Regions from separate parts of the Oryctolagus cuniculus genome. Here region 1 is linked to region 2. Evidence: chromatin contacts called from public Micro-C data. All regions are on one chromosome and are shown on one strand. Each heading gives the region's core, a stretch centred on a gene start, on an enhancer-like site or on the middle of the called end of the contact. The rest is flanking DNA. Distances are from core to core; before and after follow the strand shown. Region 1 holds the start of FEN1 (flap structure-specific endonuclease 1). Region 2 holds the start of FADS3 (fatty acid desaturase 3).

Region 1 (5,528 bases), core at 858-3,357, 170 kb after region 2:
ACACTGCCACGTTCATGAGAGGACCCTGTGGCAAGGACAGCACTATCACCTCTCATTCAAGACCGAAACCCATGTATCAAGAACTGGAGAAGACGAGAAGATGGCGGACGCAGCTTGAGGAGTTTAGGGAGCAAGCTGGAAGAACTGAGCCCTAAAGGACAGGCAAATAGCAGCTAAGAAACAGGGCTTCAAAAATTTTGTGGAGGGGCCAGCACTGTGGTGCAGCAGGTGAAGCCACCACCTGCAGTGCTGGCATCCCATTTGGGCACCAGTTCGACTCCTGGCTGCTCCAATCCAGCTCTCTGCTAAGACCTGGGAAAGCAGCAGAAGATGGCCCAAAACTTGGGCCTCTGCACCCACATAGGAGACCTGGAAGAAGCTCCTGGCTCCTGGCTTTGGATCAGCCCAGCTCCAACCGTTGTGGCCATCTGGGGAGTGAACCTGCGGATATAAGACCTTTCCCTCTCTCTCTACAACTCACTGTAACTGTCTCAAATAAATAAAATCTTTTAAAAAATTGTGGGAAATCTACACATATATGTATTATACATGTAGTTTTTACTTAGTTATCTGAGAGGCAGAGAGACATAGAGCGCCCACCTGCCGGCTCACTACCCAAATGCCTGCAACAGCCAGGGGCTGGGTCAGCGGAAGAGGAAGTCAAGAACCCAACCAACTTGAACCTGCTCATCACAGGGTCTACACTGGCGGGCAGTTGCAAATAGGAGCCAGTGCTTCATCATCCGTGACCCAGGTCCCTTAGCAAATCTTTCCCAAACTGCCATCACCATTTTTGCCACCTCCAGTTAAAATCTGAACTTGCATTCACCTAACAGATCTTTAAATGCACACAATTATGTGCAATTTAAAGTCATCCTGTACGCACTGGTAGCAGGTGTTCCTCATTAAGAAATCCTCTACAGGGCCTGGCACTGTAGTGCAGCCGGTAAAGCCGCCGCCTGTAGTGCGGCATCCCATATGGGCGCTGGTTCTACTCCCGGCTGCTCCACTTCCGATCCAGCTCTCTGCTATTGCCCGGGAAAGCAGTAGAAGATGACCCAAGTGCTTGGGCCCCCGCACCCGCGTGGGGCACCCAGAAGAAGCTGCTGGCTCCTGACTTCAGATCGGCGCAGCTCTGGCCATTGCGGCCATCGGGGAGTGAACCAGCGGATGGAATCTCTCTCTCTGCCTCTCTGTAACTGTGCTCTTCAAATAAATAAATAAATACTCTACAACCAACCTCCTCAGTCTGGGAACCCAATCGAAAGGCTGTGCTCGGGGCTGCCTTTTCGGTGCCCTCTTCCCGCCAACCTCTCACCCTTCCTTCACGGTCCATCTCCTTCTAGCTCCCCTGTGAATGCCCGTGGCCAAGCCCTGGCCTTGAGTCCGGGCGCCCGCGTGCACCATCGGCGTCACAGCGCACTTCGCTCTGGGCTTCTCCACTCTGTGACAACCGAGCCTGTCTTGCGGATTCCCGCTGCGTTAACCGGCGATCTTCCGCCATGACCCAGGTGCCCGAGACGGAACCCACCCGGTCCTCGGGTTCGGGTCCCCAAGCGGGCAGCACTGTTAGCCCGTGTGCCCAGAGCAGAGCACGTCGCTCTGCGAGCCGCGGGCGCTCTCGGCGGCATTCAATACAGCAGCCAAGGGGCCTCAGCAAGCGAGGCTGCGAACAGGCTTTGCGTCCAAAGCCTTAGTTTAAAAAATAACAATAATAATAAAAAATAATACCCCACGACCTCATAACGTGGTAGTTATGGGCCTCCTTCTACAAGCAAAGGAGGGGCTCGGAGGTTATGCAAAAGATCCCAAATCCCACAACGGGAAAGTGGCGGGACGGCCTGAGAACCCGCGAGCGACAGGGCACCCGGCGCAAAGCGGCCCCCGTCGCTCTCAGGAGCGTCCCATGGAGTCTCACCTGGCCTTTGCGGCGCGAGGCCTGGGCAGGTAGCGCTTCGCCAGGTGTTGCCCAGCACAGTCCTAAGCTCCGCTCCCCTCAGCTCTTGTCGCGGGCAGACCCTCACTCCGCCGCCTTCCAAAGCCCGCGCTCCCGTCACGTGACCGGCCCGCGGCGCACAGCTTCCTGGGGAGCGTAGTGCACGCTCTGGCTCTCTCGAACACCTTGCTCCCAAGGCAAACAGTTTCGCTAGGGAGAAAGGACTCGCTCAGCTAAGCCTTCCCTATTCTTGCGTTGCTCACTCTGCTCCAGGAGTAGGGTACTACATCAGGCCCCACAGATCCCAGCTCCGAGCACACCTGAAACTAAAAGACTACAAGTCCCACAATGCCATTCGCACGAGAGCACTTCCTCTTCCGGACGAACAAGGCGCCTGCTCCTGCCGACGTGTTCTTCCGGTGGCGGAGTGGCGACTTAGGCTGTGCCCGGCAAAATGGTGAGAGGGATGAGGGGAGTTCTGAGCAGGGCGGAGAGCACGGCTCGGGGTCTGATTCACACCGCGTACTTTCGCGGAGGTCTCAAGTCCAAGATTCAGATGTTGGAGCGCTCCTGGGGCCCCGGTTTGAGCTGAGGGGCGAGGAAGGACTTGCCATGGACTCCGTAGGCTGAGATGTAGCCCCGCTGGGCTTCAGCTCCTGCTGTTTATAAAGGGTGAGGGGTGTGAGGTGCACTTTGAGTACCCTGGAACTTGTGTGTGTGTTCCCTGTGATCTCTAGAAAGTTCTTCCCCCGCCTTGTACTCATCCCACAAGGCCCTGGCCAGTGTCTGGACTCTCACGGGCACTTGGTCCCCTTCTCTTGGGAGCGCCCCCAGCCTCTGCACAGACCTCTTGCCACGTTTCTTGGCCGCCTTTGTTTTCTGCCACGCCTCCTAGTGACCACCATCTGACGCGCCTCTAGCTCTGGGTGATGTCTATTAGCCTTTGTATTCCCGGTGCCCAACACAGGGCCCGTAATTGGAGGCTGGATAAATAGCCGCGATTGTCTTCATCGTTCTTAGGGGGGTGAGGGGGACATAATTGTTTACTGAATTCAATTCCAGTATCTCTTGGAACAATGGGGTCAGTTTACTTCTCCCGAGTTGTTATGTTCTGGATTTTAGAAGCGTTGGCTTAGTGGGTGACAATGGAAGTGAACATTTGTACAAAACTTGACGTGTGTAGCCTCTTTCACAGGCATTATCTCATCATCTTCCTTGCAACCTTAGGAAGGAAACAAACACCTATTGAACAGCTACTGTATGTGGGGCACTAAACTAGATGGTGGACATGCATCAGCTTTCTTAAATCATACAGCAACTCTGTGTCAGATAGATATTATTTTTTTAAAAGATTTTATTTATTTGAGACACAGAGTTGCAGACAGAGGGAGAGACAGAAAGATCTTCCATCCACTGGTTCACTCCCCAAATGGCCACAACTTTCAGAACTGGGCCAAACCAAAGCCAGGACCCAGGAGCTTCTTCCTGGTTTCCCACGTGGGTGCAAGGGCCCAAGTACTTGGGCCATCTTCTACCACTTTCTCAGGCCATAGCAGAGAGCTGGATCGGAAGAGGAGCAGCCGGGACACGAACAGGTGTCCAAATGGGATGCCAGTGCTGCAGGCAGACACTTAGCCCACTCACTGTGCTACAGTGCGGGCCCCAAATAGATGTTATTGTAACCACTTCACCAAGACTCAGATTACTTGTTGGAGCCAGAATTCTAACTGTTTTCTTTTGCTTATGGGTCCTGAGAATCCATAAACGTGTAGTGGGAGGAATTCTCCATTAGAAATTGAGATTAGGTACCAGTCCAGGTCCGTGCCTTGTAGCAGGGATCCCCAGCTTGGTGTCTGTAGGCATACATCCACAAAGCTCTGAAGTTTGTAAGAAAACTTTTTCTCTATGTGATTTTTCTCCCAGACAGGAAGTATATCTTTCACTACGTTTCATAGTGGCCATTGGTGTCGGAAAATGCTAAGGATGTTTGAGCTGCAGCCTGTTACCTTCTGTGTCTCAGCCTCTAAGCTACCCTTCTTGTCCCATATTGAAAAGTGCCACTTTGGTGTTTTGGTTTTTAATGCTTATTTTAAAGGCGGAGTGACAGAGAGGGTCAGAGAGAGAGAGAGAGCTTCCATCTGCAGGCTCATTCTCCAAGTAGCCATGATGGCCGGGGCTGGGCCAGGCCAAAGCCAGAAGCCCAGAACTTCATCTTGGTCAACCATGTGAGTGGCAGGGGCCCAAGTACTTGGGTCATCTTTTGCTGCTTTCCCAGACCCATTAGCAGAGAGCTGGATCAGAAGTAGAGCAGCTGGGTTGTGGCGTTTGTGGGTACAGCTTTTGCCTGCAAACCCAGCATCCCACATGGGCCCTGGTTTTTATCCCGGCTGCTCTGCTTCCAATCCAGCTCTTTGCTAATGGCCTGGGAAAGGCAGCGGAAGATGACCCAAGTGCTTGGACCCCTGCCACCCATGTAGGAGACCTGCCTGGCTTTGGCCTGGCTCAACTCTGGGCATTGCAGCCACTTGGAAAGTAAACCAGTGGGTGAAAACCTTTGTCTGCCTCTCCCTCTGCAACTCTTTCAAATAAATTAATTAATTTTTAAAAAGGAAGAAGAAGTGGAGCAGCCAGGACTCAAACCGGCACTCTGATGTGGAATACTGGTGTCTCAGGTAGCAGCTTAACCTACTGTGCTACATTGCCACCCTACCACTTCAGTTTTAAGATATATAGTCCACTCTCTCTGTAAGTTCCACATCCAGGTTTCAGCCAACCATGGATCAGAAACATTCAAAAGAAAAAATTGCATTTGTACTGAACACATAGTTTTTTATATCATAGTCCCTAAATGATGCAGTATAACAACTATTTACATAGCATTTATATTGAATTAGGTATCATAAGTAATCTAGTGACGACTTAAAGTGTACAGGAGGATGCGCATTGGTTATGTGCAGATACTGTGCCATTTTCCATCAGGGACTGAGCGTCTGTGGGTAACCCCTCAGTGTCCCCAGGTTGGACTCATGGGATTCCATGATGGCTGTATTCTCACGTCCTCCCCTAGGAGCTCGAGGCCATGAGCAGATACACCAGCCCAGTGAACCCAGCCGTCTTCCCTCATCTGACCGTTGTGCTTTTGGCCATTGGCATGTTCTTCACCGCCTGGTTCTTCGTGTATCCTTTCACTGAGTGGGCCAGAACTCAGGACATGGGAAGCTGAGGGAGAAACCGCGGTGGATTCGTGCACCCTACCAGTTTTGCGTATGTGGTTGGGGATGGGAGAAGATGAGGAGAGCAAGGCTCATGATGTCCAGGGAAAGTTGTGGCCTTATTTTCCAGGTTCAGGTGAGTTTGGTTTGCTTGTCAGATGTCTAAGACAGTGAGCAGAAGGTCCCAACTGGAGCGGAGGCTGGGGATGGGAGAACTAACGTTGGAGAGGTGGTATAAGTGGGGTGTACTCATGTCAGGAAGCCTGAGGGCCAGCCCTCGCTCCACCACAGGTGAGCTGTATGACCTCGGGCCAGTCACCTAACCTCTGGGTCTCATTTCTTAAGTGGTGGAGAGTGACATGGAGCGTCAGAGTGGAGGC
Region 2 (5,979 bases), core at 960-3,459:
ACCTAACACACCCCATTCTCAGCCGCCTCACACCCTGGCTGGACCTAGGCCAGGACCCCAGGGAAGGAGTCCCTGGATGGCCCCAGCGCTGGCCACATCTGACCACTGAGGACTGCTGAAGGTGCAGTGGGGGCCATGTCCCCTGTGGGTGGGCTGGATTCTGGTTTGGGGAGGGGGCCTTTCCTACAAGAATCTGCCACCTTCATCCACACGCTCAGTGCAACCCTGTGGGGTCAGGGGCACTGCGTCACCTCCAGTCCCGGCCACCTCCCCGACACGCAGTCCCACGTGGGGCTGCAGTTTTGGTGGGAGCCACTGTGGAGAGGGCTCAGGCAGCCTTGGTCCATTGGCATCACAGGCCTACCCGCCATCCTGACTACCCAGGGGAGGTGCACCTGGTACCCAGGAGGAAGAACCAGAGGCCTGCTCTGCCCTTCTGCAGTGCCTGGTTCATCTGTGGCACAAATACAATCGGCCATGTAGTCAACTCACTCCAGGTGGAAACTGCGCCACCCCCAAAAAATTCTAGAAATTTCCAAAATGCAAAACTTGGATTTGCCGCCCACTGGGCACTGCGCCGGTTCCACGGAATGTAGGATGCAGAGGCACCTGCAGTAGCAGCCTCCACGGGCTCATGGTCTTGATTCCAGCACTCGCTGTTGGAACACTGTACGCCCTGCCTCTCACCATGTACATGTGGTCAGGCCTGTGACGCTTGGGTCTGTACTGAACGGGTATACGGATTTTTTTCTCATCCTTAGTCCCAGATAATACAGCACAACAACCATTTCTATAGCATTTGAGCTGCCCCGGGGAGGCAGGTATTCTAGACCTGACAAAGCGTGTGGAAAGATGTGCACAGGTTATGTGCAGATTGAGCACTTGAGGATTTTGGCCTTTAAAGAGAATTTTCTGGCCAGCGCCGCGGCTCACTAGGCTAATCCTCCACCTTGCGGCGCCGGCACACCGGGTTCTAGTCCCGGTCGGGGCGCCGGATTCTGTCCCGGTTGCCCCTCTTCCAGGCCAGCTCTCTGCTGTGGCCAGGGAGTGCAGTGGAGGATGGCCCAGGTGCTTGGGCCCTGCACCCCATGGGAGACCAGGAAAAGCACCTGGCTCCTGGCTCCTGCCATCGGATCAGCGCGGTGCGCCGGCCGCAGCGCGCCGGCCGCGGCGGCCATTGGAGGGTGAACCAACGGCAAAGGAAGGCCTTTCTCTCTGTCTCTCTCTCACTGTCCACTCTGCCTGTCAAAAAATAAAAAATAAAAAAAAAATAAAGAGAATTTTCTGGAACCAGTCCCCCAAGGAACCTAAAGGACAATTGCATTAACTGGTGATTTTCAACAAATTGTTAAGACCACGACAAAATGTTAGCATATCAGAGAAATACATTCAGGGTTCTCCAAGTGTGTTCCCCAAACGGAGACATCAGTTTCACCTAGGAACTTGTTAGAAATACTTTTCTGCCCCCAAACCAGATCTGAATCACATTCTGGATTTTAGCCAGGTGCAGAACCTTAGCCTGGTCTTACTCATTCCTGCTGACGAACTGTTAACTCTGGGGACCCGGCGTCTTTAACCCAAACACGTTCCTAAGGACTTGAATGCATACATTAAAAAAAAAAAAAAAGTGTCGCGGTCAGGTAAGCAGGGTGGGGAGGAAAGAAGCCGGCCACCCCGCGCGGCACCCTTCCCCCATAGGAGCCACCCCTGGGCATCCCCGGCCCTGCAGGCGGACGCGAGGCTGCCTCCAGCAGAGGGCTCCGCGTGAGCCGCAGCGTTGGAGGAGCGGCCTCGCCACGGAGACCGGGGTTGGGGGTGGCCGTTTGCAGTCACCCCCGAGGTAGCGTCCCCATCTGTGGGCGCTCGGGCTTCAACGTTCCAGGACGCACGGCTGAAGGCCCCTACGCCCCGCACCCATCATCGCCCCCCCCACGCCCAGCCCCGGGCGCTGACCCCCGAGGGCGCGGCGGGACGCACACCGGGTGTGCACTGGGTCCCCATCCCCCCCTCGGCCAAGCCGGGAGCCGCGAGCCGCGGGAGCTGGGGGCGGGACAGTGTCCTGGGGGCAGGGCCGGGCGTGGTGGCCGCGGCCCTCCCGGGTGGGGCGAGTCCGCCTCGACACCGCCCTCCCCGGCGGGCCAATGGAGGCCGAGGCGCCGCGCTGGGATTGGAGCGGCGCGGGGCAGCCGGCCGGGGGCCGGAGCGAGGGGAGGGCGAGGCGGGCGCTGTCAGCGCGGTTATAAGGGAGGGAAAAGTTCCCTGCGCGGAGAGCCGGGCAGGCGCACGCTCGTACGGCGGCCGCAGCGGCAGGGCGGGGCCGGGCGGCGCGGGCGGCGGCGCAGGAAGCCCCCGGGAACGCCACCTCGCTTCCCTCGGGGTCTCGCTCGCACCTCGGCAGCGGCCCGGGGTCTCCGGGACTTTTGCTTGCAACCATGGGAGGCGTCGGGGAGCCCGGCGGGGAGCCGGGGCCGCGGGCGGGGCCCGCGCAACCGGGGGCGCCGCTGCCCACCCTCCGCTGGGAGCAGATCCGCCCGCACGACCTGCCGGGCGACAAGTGGCTGGTCATCGAGCGCCGCGTCTACGACATCAGCCGCTGGGCGCAGCGGCACCCAGGGGGCAGCCGCCTCATCGGCCACCACGGCGCCGAGGACGCCACGGTGAGAAACCGGGCTCCCCGGGGTGGAGCCGGGCGCCTGCAGGGGCCTGGGTCGTGGGCACCGTGCCGATCTACCTGCTGGGGTGGGGGGAAGGGGGGCGTAGCATCCTCCCCTCGCTGACCTTTGGCCTCCACAGCCAGGAACCAGAATTGCGTTGGGTTGGGCGGGCCAGGGGCCTGACGCGGGGTGGGGAGGCTACTTCCCCACTTGGAGAGGGTCCGTGGTGGGGGGGCAGGGAGGCAGGGGCCCTCAGAGGTGGGTGTGCCACGACTAACAGGCTCCCATCTCGGTTCTGGGTTCCCCCAGGCCCCGCTGCCGGAGCTGGGCGCTAGGGCCCGGCAGGGTCCCCATGGCTGGCAGGGATGTGCCCTCGGAGCTGGGAGCTGGGCAGGGCCCCGAGGTCTGTGGCTTTCCCGGGAGCCTGTAAGCTGCTGTGAGGGGCAGTGACTCACCTCTCCTGGGCTGGCAGCTGCACGTGGGAGGGCTCCCCAGCCACCATGGGTGGGCTCCCCGGGGAAGCAGTCACGGAGGAAGAGGCCGGCCCCTGGGGACCCCCGTTTCCTTTCCCTGGTCCATATCCAGACAAGGAGGGCCCGAGGCCTGGCCCCGTGGGAGCGTCTGGCAGGAGCCCAGACCAGTCCCTCGGGAGGAGACTTATCAGCCCCTGCCCTCGGCCCCCCACCTGTAGAACGGGGGTTGGGACCGCCGTGCTCCGTCCTTGACCCTCTGGGATGCCAGGCTGGCGGCACTGGGTAACGGGATGAATCACTAATGGTGGAGCTTCAGGCGGCAGGAGTCTGTGCCGTCCCCGGGCTGCCCGGCCATCCCTGCTGCTGTTGCCTTCTCCCGTGGGCTGGGCCACAGTGTTCCCTGGACTCTCTGGGGAGAAAAGTCTGTGTCCCCACTTCCATGCCAGGAAGCTGAGGGATTAGAGTGAGAAACCTGAAACTCTGAGAGCTGGGGCACAGGGCCCCTGGGCACCCAGGGGCCGGGTTGGTGGCCCTGGGGGACAGCCTGGCTGTGGGTTGAAGCAGCCGGCGGGCCAGCAGGGGGGTGGGCATGGGCAAGCCTGCATTTGCCAGCAGGTGCGAGTGTGGCTGCCTGTGTGTGCGTTTCGGACACACGGCGGCTGTGGGTGCTGCAGCCCCTCCCTCTGAGCCCTGGCTGCCCGGCCGGGGTCTTGGAGATGCTGGCTTTGGCTGTTGTTAGCCAGGAGGGCAGAGTGGGAGCAGATGAGGGCGAGGACTCCAGAGAGCGTTTGTTGGTTGCCTTTTCCTGCTCAGGGCCAGGCTTGGGCCCGGGGCCGCCAGTGTGGGACTCCTGACACACTTAGTGCCAGACCTCCATCTCATAGTTTTCTCATTGATTTGCGCGGCTCATAAGGTCTGTTTAAAAAAAAATCTGTTCCCTGGGGTTGGTGCTGGCTCTGCCATTGGAGGCTTGGAGTGACCTTGAACTGGGTGTGTCGCTCCTCTGAGCCTCAGTTCCCTCCCTCCGGCCAGTGGGACCAGGACTGTGCCTTCTCAGCTCCAGGGCCCCAGGGCTCTCACGCAGTGGGTTGTTGTGTTCGGTAAACGTCGATGATCGCACCGTGAGACAGCCTCTGGCACAGCTACCCCGCTCTCTCGGGCGACCCCGTCAGGCTCTGACCCTCTCTGTCATAGGAAGGGGTTGCTTCAGGCGGACTCTTAGCTCCCTCACCAGGCTGCAGTTGCCAAAAATACCTGGTCTGTTCAGGCCGCAGGGGCTGTGAGTGGCTGGGATGGACCCAGGATGGATCCCCGAGGCAGACCAGGGGTTGCACTGGCCCAGTGCCCTGTGTGGTGGAGCCCACAGGCCAGATGCCCCAGCCGGGGCCCTGGAGCTCAGGTGGGGGTGGGGCAGCCCCTCTCACCACCCCAGCCGCCCATCAGCTGTTCATGTCCAGGCAATTGAAGCCTTCCTGCCAGGAAATTCCCAGAGTTCCTGGGCCATGAAGTCAGCCAGTGGCCATCCTGGGATACAAAGCCGGGTGCCCTGGGGAAAGTGCTGTAGGCCCTGAGCCAGGTTTTTCTAAGAGTCACAGGCGTCCTGAGACTAGCAGAGCTGGCTGTGGTGGGGCAAGTCTCCGCCGCCCACCGCTGATCCCAAACACACAGCAGCCATGCTCGGAGCACCTACTGTGCACCAGGCCTTGAATTCAACGCTTGACTTAGTGATTCTCTTTTAGTCCTCAGGATACTCCCATGAGGCAGGCACTGTTTTTGTCATCCCCGCTTTACAGATCAGAGAACTTGGGCTCAGAGCAGGGAAGTGACCCGAAGTCACATGATGGGTCTGGAACGTGAATGCATAGCCCACTGCTGTTAACCATATGCTACACTTCCACTTGGATGTTGACTCTAGTCATTAATTCCTTTTTTATAAAATGTATTTGAAAGGTGAAGGTACAGAGCGCTTGACAGAACATGTTTCCATTCCCTGGTTCACTCCCCAAAGAGCTGTAACTAACTGCCAGGACTGGGCCCGGCCAAAGCCAGGAGCCCAGAACTCAATCCAGGTCTCCCGTGTGGTTGGCAGGGACCCAACCACTGAGCCATCCTCTGCTGCTTCCGAAGGTGTGCATCAGCAAGCAGCTGGGGTCGGGAGCAGAGCCAGGACTCTGATATGGGGTGCAGGCCTCCCCAGTGGCAGTTTAACCTGTACCAAACGCCCGCCCCATTCATTCATTACATAATAGTTGGGTCATTCGATTGGTCAGCATGCACCCCATGTGCTGCTCTGTTCTGACACCGAAGTAGCTGTGAACCAAACATCTGCAGAGAAGAAGCTCCCGGCAGGGGGATCAGCAGCACCGGAAGCTCAGAGGTGGGACTAGGTTTGCCATATCCAAGAAATGCAGCGGGGCCGCAGTAGAGGGCAGTAGTGAGCAGAGCAGCCACGTGCGCTCTAGGGGCAGCAGAGACTGGCTCCTGCCGGGCTCTGGTGCCCTTGGAAGGACTTGGGTTTTAGTCTAAAGAGGAGGGGGAGCCCTGGGAATCTGATGCGTTCCAAGGGGCCCCTAAGGGAGAGAGCAAAAGCACGGCCTCTCAGCAGAGGGGCTGCGGCACTGGAGGGGTGATGGGGACCTGCCTGCCCGAGGGGAGGTGGCCACTCTCCTCCAGTGCTTTAGTGTCAGTGTGCTCGGGGCAGAGGGCAAGGCCCTGTGGGTGCAGGCACCCTGGTGGCAGCCGTTGGCTCTTAGCTCTGGTTGTCCAGAGCTGGCCTAGGCTCAGTCCGTGACCTTGGATGCATTCCTTCCCGTCTGGGTCTCGGGCTCCCTGGCGCTGTAACAGGGATAGGA

The links. A called contact is a pair of places that touch in the nucleus more often than the background predicts.
Region 1: a Micro-C map of ear pinna shows a contact between it and region 2, with 2.9 times the contacts expected there. The contact joins the promoter of FEN1 here to the promoter of FADS3 in region 2. A contact is called at or near these places in 2 of 6 Hi-C or Micro-C datasets (ear pinna and an unstated tissue).

The regions. Positions count from the first base shown.
Region 1 is chr1:10,440,516-10,446,043 of mOryCun1.1, forward strand. It overlaps FEN1 (flap structure-specific endonuclease 1), which reads right to left and starts at 2,108. Exons shown (of 2, transcript XM_008274406.4): 1 at 1,919-2,108. TMEM258 (transmembrane protein 258) reads left to right here and starts at 2,257. Exons shown (of 4, transcript XM_002721019.5): 1 at 2,257-2,393; 2 at 5,004-5,113. The coding sequence starts at 2,391.
Region 2 is chr1:10,275,345-10,281,323 of mOryCun1.1, forward strand. It overlaps FADS3 (fatty acid desaturase 3), which reads left to right and starts at 2,210. Exons shown (of 12, transcript XM_070069679.1): 1 at 2,210-2,657. The coding sequence starts at 2,433.